2 separate regions of the Mus musculus genome follow, and region 1 is linked to region 2. The links are chromatin contacts, called in public HiCAR-type maps. All regions are on one chromosome and are shown on one strand. The core of a region is the stretch at or near the end of the contact, and the rest is flanking DNA. Distances in the headings are between cores, read along the strand shown. Region 1 holds the start of Atad1 (ATPase family, AAA domain containing 1). Region 2 holds the start of 9930021J03Rik (RIKEN cDNA 9930021J03 gene).

What was found. HiCAR-type assays count read pairs that join an accessible place to other places.
Region 1: a contact with region 2 is called in a HiCAR-type map of astrocytes, with 2.4 times the contacts expected there. The contact joins the promoter of Atad1 here to the promoter of 9930021J03Rik in region 2. A contact is called at or near these places in 2 of 115 datasets of contacts at active chromatin or transcription factors (astrocytes and embryonic forebrain).

Annotation. Positions count from the first base shown.
Region 1 is chr19:32,709,922-32,716,066 of GRCm38.p6, forward strand. It overlaps Atad1 (ATPase family, AAA domain containing 1), which reads right to left and starts at 2,377. Exons shown (of 10, transcript NM_026487.3): 1 at 2,345-2,377.
Region 2 is chr19:29,802,309-29,808,399 of GRCm38.p6, forward strand. It overlaps 9930021J03Rik (RIKEN cDNA 9930021J03 gene), which reads right to left and starts at 3,701. Exons shown (of 8, transcript NM_172836.3): 1 at 2,974-3,701. The coding sequence starts at 3,566. Ranbp6 (RAN binding protein 6) reads right to left here. Exons shown (of 1, transcript NM_177721.4): 1 at 5,800-6,091.

The DNA of each region.
Region 1 (6,145 bases), core at 1,127-3,626, 2.9 Mb after region 2:
TTAAAGAACATCTATATAAAAAGAACGTACTATATTTGATTTATAATGGCTACTATATAATTACACAAAAATACAGTGCAGCTAGATTACAAAAAAAAAAAAAAGGGAACTGATTTAGCCACCAAATGATAATTGCCTCATGTAACAATTCACAGTATGGCTAAGTATCCATAGGATTATCCACTTGTATAGATTTCGAAAAATAGGATGCATGATAATCAACTTCTCAAAGGACCTGAAAATTTCACTTTCGTTGTCTATATCTCAATAAAGCTTCAAACATAGTTGATAATAATAATGCAACAGATGGGGTAAGGGTTTTGTTAACAATCTGTGAAGTCATGACATTCCAATAAAATGTTTGGTTTTTTGGTTTCAGTCAGAGCTGGGTATAGTGGCACAAGCCTGTGAATCTCAGCGGACTATTAGGAAGACTGAAGGGCCAAGGTTAAGGTGCAAGGCTAACCTGGGCTACATAGGGTTCAAGATAATTCTAAAGTACATAAAACATCTCTGCCTCCAAAAACCAAGAGTTTAAATCAGCATGTTGAAATTGCCATCTACAGGGCAGTCACTGAATTACAAGATAAATCAGGGCTATAGGCTATTCCTAAAGCATATTTCCTTAACGTCATGAAGACACTAACAGATTTTGTTTTTGTTTATGGAGAAAAGGTTTCTCCACGTAGTCCTAGATGTCCTGGAACTCACTCTGTAGACACAGCTATCCTCAAACTCAGAGATCCACCTGCCCCTGCCTCCCAAGTGCTGGGATTAAAGCTGTATATCACCATACCTGATGACAGTAATAATTTTTTACTCCTATCAAAACACCACCAGGGCTGGAGAGATGGCTCAGCGGTTAAGAACACTAACTCCTCTTCCAGAGGTCCTGAGTTCAAATCTGAGCATCCACAAGGTGGCTCACAATCATCTGTAATTAGACCTGATGTCCTCTTCTGGTGTGTCTAAAGATAGCTACAGTGTACTTAAATATAATAAATCTTTAAAAAAAAAAAACACCACCAACAGACAAATCTCTTGCTTACATATCTTCCCATTCCAATATTAACATTGACTCTAGGCAGATTTAAGACTACTCTGGGTCTAGGCAGAGGTTGATGGTGGTAGCAGCAGCTAAATTTGAGTGAAGAGGTAGCCCACAGAATGGGAGGATATCTTTGTCAACTGACTGACTGAGGATTAATATCCAGAATATATAAAGAACTCCAAAAACTGTGGCTGACACCTTTAATCTTGGCACCTGGGACGTAGAGGCAAGCAGATCTCCAAATTGGAGACCAGCCTGGTCTTCAGAGTTCCAGGACAGCCAGGGCTACGCAGAGAAGACTTATCTCAAAAAACAAAAAAACAAAACCAAAAACAAAACAAAAAAAAAAAAGACCACTGCTCATCATATCCAAAAGTGACTTCGAAATCCTGAAATGAAACGGAAACGTTCTGCTGTGTGGACAGTGAATGGAAATATTTTATACAGTCTCCACAGATGAGGTACATACCCATCTATCATTCATAAAGCACTGATATATCTGCAAATTGGCTGCAAATGTGGAGAATGTATTTCAATTTTGCATAGACGCTAATTTTAACAAAATATACACATTGCTGTATATCACTAAGAAACACCACTAGACCGGTGTTAATTCAGAATTATCTTTAAACGCATATCATTTTAAATCTTTTCCTGTTTAGCTCTGGTTTCAGTGTGGATACCCTATCTCTGAGCAACTACTAACGTTTTTACTGCAGTATTCCCTAAGTCACTGCAGTGTGCTCCAAATGGTCTCTCAACTCAAAGTCCCAGCAATTCTGTGCCTATCAAGGCCCTACAGTCGCAGACTGTGACAATGAATTCCTGCCAGGCTTCGCGGAGAGGGCAGGTCATTATTAACATCAGCATGTTCTGGGAAAGCATGGCCAGCACTGAAGAAACACCTCCGCCTTTGCACAAAGAGGGAGGAGGAGAGGGGCCGGCACGAGCGGACCGGCTCCTTCCAGCCGCCTTCTTACAAGCCTAGCCCTGAGGTCGCCCTGAGCGCCCCCGATCCTCCAATGACCAGGCCGCCTACAAGAGATGTCCTTGCGGGCAGCCGGAGTCTCCCGCCAGCGCTGAGACCTGAGGGCTCGCGCCCGGCCGGGCGCCAAGGCGAGGCCCCGGACGCCCTTGGAGGTTAATCCGCTGGATCCGGGGCGGCGCTCAAGTGTGACCGACGCGGAGGCAGGTGACTACCGGGCTGGTCTCCCCAGGTGAGCGCCAGGCCCTGGGGGACCGGGAGGGATGGGGGACGCACCTGGCCCGGCCCCGCGGGAACCCGCTACTCACCCAGAGGCAGGACCAGAGACGATGGGAGAGCCGTAGCCCGGCCTCGCACAGGAAAGAAACGCGGCCGGGGAGAGAACGCTTCCGGGGGCTGGAGCCCCGCCCCCCACCGCACGGAGCATGCGCGATCCCTGCCGAGCCGGTGGCGTGCCAGCCAAGGCATGGCGACGCAGTGCGGGGCGAGCTACTTTCCCCAACCTACACCTTAGTACCCGCTGGGCCGATAACATTCAGAAAGGTAGATAGGATGAACAGGGTGCTCCCCAAAGGGCTCTGAGTTCAACTTGAGAGACTCAGAAACTGAATTGGGAAAGACGCTTGACACATGAAATCCCTTGCTACTCTGGAGCTGTACGCAACCCTGACAGAGGAGCCTTTTACAGAAGGCAAAGAAATGCTTCCCTGGTTTGATAAACTTCCACCACCACCACCACCCCCCATCCCCGCAGCAAGTCCTCATGATGCTGCTCAGACGCGCATGGCCTCACCATCTGCCTTTCGGTTTCTAGGGTGAGCTCACCCTCCTCCCCCATCTCTGTACTGATGACACCTGGAGGCGGCGCCTGAGAATCCACTGAACGCTTGAGCAGCCAGGCAGACCAGGGAGGTCTGGCAGTTGGGTCAGAATAGGGCATCTGGTGACAGGTTTTGCATATTGATGACTTTTTTTTTTAACCCCTTCCTCTTGCGAAGTGAGGGACGTGACACCAAGATTCCAAGGAACCGTATCTGAAAGCCAGCCCCTTCTGAATGTATATACACTACTAAGGAACAAGAATAAGTAGACACACTGCCCATAAACAAAAGGAGCATCATCACTTCAAATAAAGGCAGTGGGACTATGAAGGAATAAGACAGACTTCTTAAGACCTTTTTATATTCCTGGAGGAGGCAGTTTGTTTCGCTCTGTTTTCAGGATTATCTTTTAAGGCTAAAGAATTCTACAGCCAAGCTGGGATTGGTGTCACATGCCTGTTTTCCTAGCATTTGGGGTGGCTATGCAAGGAGGATTGCTTTATACCCTGGACCACATAAGTAACACACTGCTTCCTCCCTCTGCTGACAGTTATATTAGTAAATGATGTTGTTAATAGCTGTGGAGAGACACAGCCCAGAAGTGCTGCCAGAGCCTGGAAAGTTCCTTGTTAAAGGACTTTACTGGAGTTCGATAGAAGAACACAATAGATGGAATGAATCAATATTAAAAAGAGTTTGGTTTTTTTGTTTTAATTTTAGACTGGTTTACCCAGCACAGTCTTGAATGGTCCAACAATGGCTGTCCTGGTAGCTTCGCAGTGCTGGAGGTAACATGCCTCAGCAGTCCAACAAGACCACAAGGCTTTAAGGATTCCTGGAGAGCCACGACTAGTCTTTAGTCTGTGGAAGAACCTGGATTCTGATCTCAGTGGATGAGGCCAGAGGCAGCAACATCAACAATGGCAGAAACACTAGGTAACTCACCAGCACGTGACAAAGCAAGCAAACTGAATACAAATCCCTGGGATTCCCTTATGTGTAGGCCAATATCTGGGCTGCCCAAGTTTAGAATGAGCCTATCAGTTAGCCTAGTCAAGAGAATCCCTCACAAGTATTCCTAGTAGCTTCTAGACCTTGTCAGTTCTGTTCGTTGACAGTACCACCATCACTGTCACTGGGTCCTCCCCTCAGGTAAAGTCAGATCCTTGGCTATGCATCATCATGATCAACAACAACAACAACAACACACACAAAGAGTTAAGACAAAGTGGGTTTATTAAGTAAAGATAGGTGATAACACTTCTGGTCTAAGCTTGGGGACATGGGAGGTTTATAAGATAGTACAAATGATCAAGATAAATGTGGCTGCTTCTTTCCTTTCCAGTGGATTGCCTATCTCTGCTGTACCCAATGTTTTAATTTAGGAAATTTCTTGCATCTGGGCCTTAAAAGATCACATTACTGCCAGGTGGTGGTGGCGCATGCCTTTAATTCTAACACTTGGGAAGCAGAGGCAGGCGGATTTCTGAGTTTGAGGCCAGCCTGGTCTACAGAGTGAGTTCCAGGCCAGCCTGGTCTACAGAGTGAGTTCCAGGACAGCCAGAGCTACACAGAGAAACCCTGTCTCGAAAAAAAAAAAAAAAAATCAAATTACTGCCCAAAGGACACTCCATCCTACCACAAGGACAATTGACCAACTGTGTCCATAGCAACTTTGCTCATCAGAGCCAGAAACTGGAAACAAACTAGATGTCTCTCAACATTAGAATGGATAAAGAAAATGTGGTACAGGCTGGAGAGATGGCTCAGCCTTTAGGAGCACTGACTGCTCTAACAGAGGTCCTGAGTTCAATTCCCAGTACCCACATGGTGGCTCACAACCATCTGTAATGCTGTAATGGGATCCGATGCCATCTTCTATAGTGTCTGAGGACAGTGACTGTGTACTCACATACATAAAATAAATAAAATCTTAAAAAAAGAAAATGTGGTACATTTACACAATGAAGTATTACTGAGCTGTTTGAAAAATGACACCATGGAATTTGCAGGCATATGGATGGAACTAGGAAAAAAAAAATTATCCTGAGTGAGCTAACCCAGACCCAGGAAGACAAACATGGTATGTACTCACTTATAAGCAGGAATTACCTGTTTGTAAAAGATAACCATGCTATAATCCACAGGCCCAGAGAGGCAAGGTGATAAGCAGAGATCAGGGGGTTGGGTCCCATGCATCTACCTGGAAAGGTAAAATAGATTCTGTGAACAGACTGGGGGAAGGAGAGGATGAGAACAGGAAGGATCAGACGGGGGGGGGGGGGGGGGGGTGGGAGGCGGTACTGGGAGAGATAACTGGAATTTGGGGGCAACTAGCAGTGTGATACAGAAACCTACTGCAGTGGAAACTCCCTGGAATCTACGAGGGTGATCCTAGTGAAGACTCCTGGTAATGGGGGACCCAGAGCCTAAACCAGCCATCTTCTGTAACCTGGTAGTGGTACTGGGACACCAACACAGTCACAAAACCTTCAACTTACAATTTGTCCTGCCCTGAAACACATTCTAGGAGAATGGTGGTGTAGAACATGTGGGAGTGGCCAACTTGCCACCCATGTCACCACAAGATGGAGCTCAAGCCTAACAACTGCCCGCAGATGGCCAGGAACCAGAGGCTGGACAGCCCAGAGACCTAGGATAGAACCAAAGCCAGACTGGCAAAAAAAGAAGAGGAAGAGAAGGAGGAGGAGGAGACGACGACCAAAAACACATCTCTGAGATAGTTCCTAATGATATTCTGCATGTTCATAGATTACTAACTAACTCAATTACCATCAGAGAGGCTTCATCCAGCAACTGATGGGAGCAGATGCAGAGACCCACAGCAAATATTAAGCAGAGCTCAGGGAAATCCCAGAAGGGATGGGGCAAGGATCATAGGAAACAGAGGGGTTGAGGATACCATGAGAGCATGGCCCACAGAATCAACTAGGCAGGGCTCATAGGGACTAAGAGAGACTGAAGTGACAAACATGGATGCTGTATGGGTCTGAGCTAGGTCCTATGCATATATGTTATAGCTATGTAACTTGGCATTCTTGTGGTAGTCCTGACAGTGGTGGTGAGAGGTGTCTGACTCATCTTCTCCTGGGACCCTTTGCCTCCTACTGGGTTGCCTCATCCAACCTTGGAATGATGTGCCTAGCCTTATTGTAATGTGTTAAGCCATGTTTGGCTGATACTCCTGGTAAGCCTGTTATTTTATTTTATTTTATTTTGTTGTTGTTGTTGTTTTGGTTTTTTTGTGTGTGTTTGTTTTTTGAGACA
Region 2 (6,091 bases), core at 2,451-4,950:
CTAATACCTCACCAACTGCTCAACAGAAAGCTCAATAGTATATGTAGCAGCTCAAACAGAGGGCGACCTCAGGAGTCAGGTCTCTCCTCTACTCCATCACAGGAGTCCAGGGGTCAAATCCGGGTCTCAAGCTTGGCAGCCAATACTTCCCCACTGAGTATTCTTGCCAGCTCCATATATGCAGCAACCTTAAAGTAATTTTTACCATTTGAAAGTAATAACTCAGTGTCTAAGAAATATACGTCAGAAGACAAAACTTAGATAACATGTGATACTTGTTTAATGACTAACATACCACACATCTCTTGAAGATACTCATAAGGTCATCTCTTTTCCGAAAACCATAATCACATAAAGTCTGTAGAATACTGTTCTTGAACATCGATAAATCCAACCTATATTCCAAGAAGCTGTAGCTTTCACTCAGTTCTGCCCACTCAAAATACTTGCTAAGTTATGACTCAGATTTTAAGCTAATATAAAAAAGAAAAAACTTTAGTATCCACAGATATAGTCTAGCACTTACAAAGTGTTTGCATACATCAAATAACAAAACACAAAAACACGAGGGACTCAAAATTATCTATTTGAGACTATCACATTACTTTTGCTACTAAAACGCATGAATTTTTATTTCTTTTGGCCTAATAAATCAGAAACATCTATTTTTTTTATTAACTTTACAACATTGCTAGTTTAAATTCTAAGTGTAGACCTCATGGAGCTATTTCTGAGCATAAGCTATTAGGAATAATATTTATACATTTTTATGCAAAAGAGAAATAACCTGTCATTTTGTAGACAAAGATTTGTTATTCACACAGTAATTTTGAATATATCTATAGTTGCGCTGTATATACATGCTAACCTTTAGAACTTCCATAGAGCTATCCTGTCTCATTCTATGTGCTATTTTTGCCATCTGTAAAACTAGGTGGATGACAAGAACACTAAGGTTCCTTCTGTGTTTCAAATCCTGTGACATCAGTCTGGAGTATATTTAGCTATCTAACAATAATGACACGTGGGACTGGAGAGTGGCTCAGATGACTAAGAGCACATACTGCTCCCTCCCAGAGGACCAGCGTTTGATTCCTAGCACTCACCTCGGGCGGCTCACAAACACCTGTAACTTCAGCTCCAGTGACTCTGACAAACTGTGGCCTTCACAGGCACCTGCACTCACATGCATATAAGCCCTCTGCCACAAGTTAAAATAAATCTTCTTTTAAAAAAAGTTTTTACAATTTATGACATTTGAATGGACTGCTTTTTAAATATGTGCCATTTCCACTACACTACACTGTAAAGAGTAACACAGTTTAAAAAAAAAAATCACCAAATAAAAATATTAAACTTACAAAGCTAATTTGTAAACACTTAACCTATTACCAAATAATTCTACTTCACTGCAGAAAGCAAAAACAACTTTAATCTGTTTAAAGAGAATCTGCCTTTTAATGAGTAAACACTTACTATATTATTCTTTTAGTGAAATTATTAATAAATTTTAAAATAGTATATGAGAAGCCAAAGACAAATGAATAACAGATTTTACACATTTCATACAATGCCCAAGTCCAGATCTGAGATAATATTCATTTTATTACACTACTGTGCTTAATACATTGAGTTACATGACCTATATTATTGACTTTGTTAAAAAAAACCTCATTTAGTCCTCACAGCAACCTTTTTAGTAGGGAATATTTTATAGACCCTATTTTATAGACAAGCAAACAGGTCAAAAAGTCAATCAGTCAAGCTCAGCCCGGTAATAAAACTCAAACCCCCATTCCAGGAGCTGGAAAGATGACTTAGCACTTAACAGCCCTTGGTGCCCAATCAGGAGGACTTGAGTTCAGATCCTATTACCATGGAACCAACCTGTAACCCCTGCTCCAAAGGAGATGAAGACTGGAGGCTGGCTGGGGCTTGCTAGCTTCCAGTCTCTTAAAAAAATATGCAAATCTCACGTTTTCCCAAAGGAAAAAATGTAGAGTGTTGGCGGCCACCAGACACTTTCTTCTGATTTCCACTGCATGATCATGCCCCATCCCACACAGTGCACATACACTCTCTCATACACACAAAATTAAAAATCCTGGTAATTAATTAATCTACTTTAATTAACATTTCTAATATTTTAACTTTTCCATTACTGAAAAAGTTAAATTAACTGGGTTCATGTTCACTATATACTGATTATTGTATAAAACACCTTCAGTGTCCTATGTTAACTTATTTTCTCTTCTCTATTTCATTTAGTAATAAAAGGGGGGGAATCATATAGATGGTGTATACCGAAAGCCCTGTACAATTTGAATTATTTATAATTTCTAGTAGAATAAAAAATGTTTGAGGCTGGGTTCAAGAGTGCTTGTCTGGCATGCTTGAAACCCTCTGTTCTATCTAGCACTGGAAAAAGTCTCCGACAGGCCCACACCATGCAAGTCTAAACTTATGAAAGACGTTGTGTTGGTGCATTCATTTCTTGTCACTGAAAAAAAATTCAATTTCCTCATGAAACGGAAACATTTAATCACACTTAAATTCCAAATGGTTGAAACAGACAGTATGCTCGACTATCATTCCCTACGAGCAACATTATTTTTCTAAAGGTATCTCGCCCCACGTGCCGTTGTAAACTGTCTATAAGTGGCGGGTTCAACTTCCATCCTACAAAAAGGCTTTCGCCTTCTCCGGTAGGTCTTACGTCTTGAACCTTATCTACCTGTTATATCCGAGTTTGGGGTTCTTAGGACAGGGCTACCTTCTCGGCTTTGGCGTGGGTGCCCACCACACCCCTCCGGTCCCGCGCCCAGCGCGGCCGCTCCTCCTCCCGCGGTTCTAGCACCAACTCAGCACCTATCAGCGCCGCCCCCCAGGCCCTGGCCCAGCCCCTTCTCGGACACGTGTGTGGGTGTGTTTGTGTCGGTTTGTCAGTCCCACCGGGGACCCGAGCTCACTTACCGAGAGAGAAGCGCCAACTTCTGCTCCAGCAACATCTCCAGCTTCTGGCCCTGTTTGGAGATCCAGTGGTCGACACCGTGCAAGCGGTAGCAGGTCTCCAGCATCAACCTGAAGTCCGCCACAAACTCCGTGATGCCCCTGTACTGGCCGCTGGAGAACTTCTCCTCCATCTTCAACAGACACATGCCCTGGCTGGGCTGCTGCGGGGGGACGCGACTGCCCCGGCCCCCGCTGCGCCGCCCTTCGGCCACCTCTTCTTCCCCGGCGGCAACGCCCCCCAAGGGCTGCAGGAAAGGGGCGGTGAGGCCGCGGTGCTTCTCCTGCAGGAACTCGCCCAGGATGCGGTAGCCCTGCTGCAGCTCGTAGGTCAGCTCCTGCTCCTTGCAGCCACCGCCTGCGACCACCGTCGTCTCCGACGCCGCCGCTTCCTCCTCCTCGTCCACCGAGGAGGCACTCCTCCGGCGGACCAGCCCCGAGGCCCGGGCCGCCGCTGCCACCACCACCTCTTCCTCGTTCCCTTCTCCGGTCGGCGGTGGCGGCCGCTCCTCCTCCGCGGCCCGCTCCATCTCCCCCGGTGGCTCCGGCACGCTCATGCCCCCGGCAGGCCCAGGCTGGGTCGAGAGGAGCGGCCGCTCCGGGCACCGGGGGACGCGGGAGCGCGGGCCGCTTCCTCAGAGATCCGCGGCGCCGCGCAGCCCCTGCCGCATCGGGCCTTGCTCTCCTCCGTCGCCGGCCGGCCGGGGACCCGCGCGCGCGGGGGTCTCAGGCTCGCGCCCGAGGGGCGGGGTTACATGGCGCGCGGGGGAGGGGGGAGAGGAGAGCTAGGTGCCCTCCTCTCCCCTCCCCCCGGCGGCGCGCGGCCCGCGCCGGCTGCACGCTCCACACCCGGCCCGGCCCGCGGGGCCTCGGCGCCCCACCCCCTCCCGGGCCGACGGGGCGCTGGGAGGGGGCGAGGACTAAGAGGGCTCGGCTCCTTCCCGAGTGGGCCGCAGCCCCGGGCCGCCGCGGCTCCGGCTCCTCCTCTCCCTCACACCCCCTCCCGCCCCTGTCTACCTGCGGGGGGACCCGGGCAGGAGGAGGCGGCGCACGGACCGGGCCGGGCGACGACTGTCAGTTAGAAGCCCCGCTGGGCGGGAGGGGGCGAGGGGAGGGGAGGGGCGGGGAGGAAAGGGGGAGGGCACTCAGCCCCCCCGGCCGGGGAGAGCCGGGGAGAGAGGCGAAGAAAGAGCTGCCTCCGCCATGCCCGGCGCGCATGCGTAGTAGCACGGGATGGCCCCGCCCCGCTACGCGAAAGCCCTGGACTTGGCTCTCCCACAGGCTCGGAGGCCCAGGGTGTGGCGCGGACTAATGATGTCATCAATATGCGGACGTCTGTAAGGGGTGGGGTGGAGGGAGAAACAGAGCGCCTGCGCTGGCGCAGTCTGGAAGGTGAACCATAGACTGAAAGTTTCCTTTTGGTGAGACCCTTACTAGTTCTAAAAATTTTACTGTTAGTTTTCTCAAGGCAGTTACTAGATAACCTTTGTTAACACAAGTGAATAACGAGAGTGAACAAGATTCAATCCTCTCCGTTGTAAAATATTCTTTGTACCTCTCCTTCCTTGTGACTGGGTTTTGTTTTTTACAAAAAAAACAAAAAAAACCCCAGCGTTTAGAAAAGTTTAGAAAGAAAAATTAAGAGCTCCTCAAAAGAAGAGTGGTGGCCTGTAGAACTCTAGTTCTCGAAAGCGAGTCCTGTTTTCTATTGACTTTTAAAAACCGAAAAACACACGAGATCTTAAGTTCGGCTAAGAATTTAAGAGAATGCAATCTCACTAAAAAGTCTCCATATGTCTATTCTAAGCTGTACAGCTTGTCACTGGTGTGGCTTTAAAATCTCGCTACATATTTTTAAATGACTAAAATATGGACTCACTACATTAGTTTACTTGTTGCTTAAAATGACGGGGAAATTAATGAACCCCAAATAGATGTCACAGCTTTCTAATGCACATAATATTCAGACTTAAACTTGCTTGAAACTTGGAATGAAACATAAAACCAAAACTATAGAAATGCATCTTAAACATGATATTCATAACTAAATGGTTGAGATTATCTCACCTTCAAAATGGTTTGCGACTATAAACAAAGACTTTAACTACTAAAGGACTGATAACATTTAATAGTGTAAAACTTTCTTGTGGGGACTCAGTAAGTTAAATACCAGTTGTAAGTAAAATAGTGCAACAGGAATACAAGTTATTAAAGTACTTCACATATACACAGACTTATACACATGCATGTATTTATCTGGAATTTATAGTTTTCTCTCAGACATACCACGGTTCATGATGAAAAGGTGGGGCAGTTATACTTCAGCAACTGACAACTGTATGGCTAGCCTTTCCTTCATTTCCTCTGACAAAGCCCACAAATCTAAAGCCAACCAAACTCAAGAAAATGTCCTCTTTTAGCCACCAGACCCATTTCAAAACTTTACACAATAGCTTCCACTTTCTGAACCTTGTGCTACTAAGCACTTGGTAGTCATTATCTTCTTTGACTCTAACAACAACCACATAAGCTACCCATTAGGCTATCTTACAGATGGGGAAACTAACAGGAAAAGTTTGACAAAATTTAAATTTAAGAACTCTTACTTCAAAACTCCAATTGCCCAATTACAAATCATTTGTCAGATTTCTACAAGACTACAGAAAATGAAAAAAGAATCTTGGTGAAAGATTTCTTAAGACATAGAAAGAGCTACAGATAATTAGAAGGAGCCTTAACTCTATTCATGAACTGATCCTAGTTATTATGAAAGAAAAAAATCAAGTCCTTGGACTTAAAAAAACTTTTATTAATAAGAAACATATTGTTCATAGGTTAATTATAGATAAGAGAAGAACTGGCACTTAGTCCCACCACCCAGAGAAAACATAAACTTCAAGGTAGCTATTTTTCTATTTATTTTAAATACAATTATAAGCATAGTATATATCAAATTCTGAGCTATCTATAATCCTGACTTTATATCCCTGTCTGCAGTAGTCCTAGATAGACCTAGTAGGGGAGGGAAATTCCATGTAAAAAAATTTTAAAGTATAAAAAAGAACACAGTAGAAGGACAATC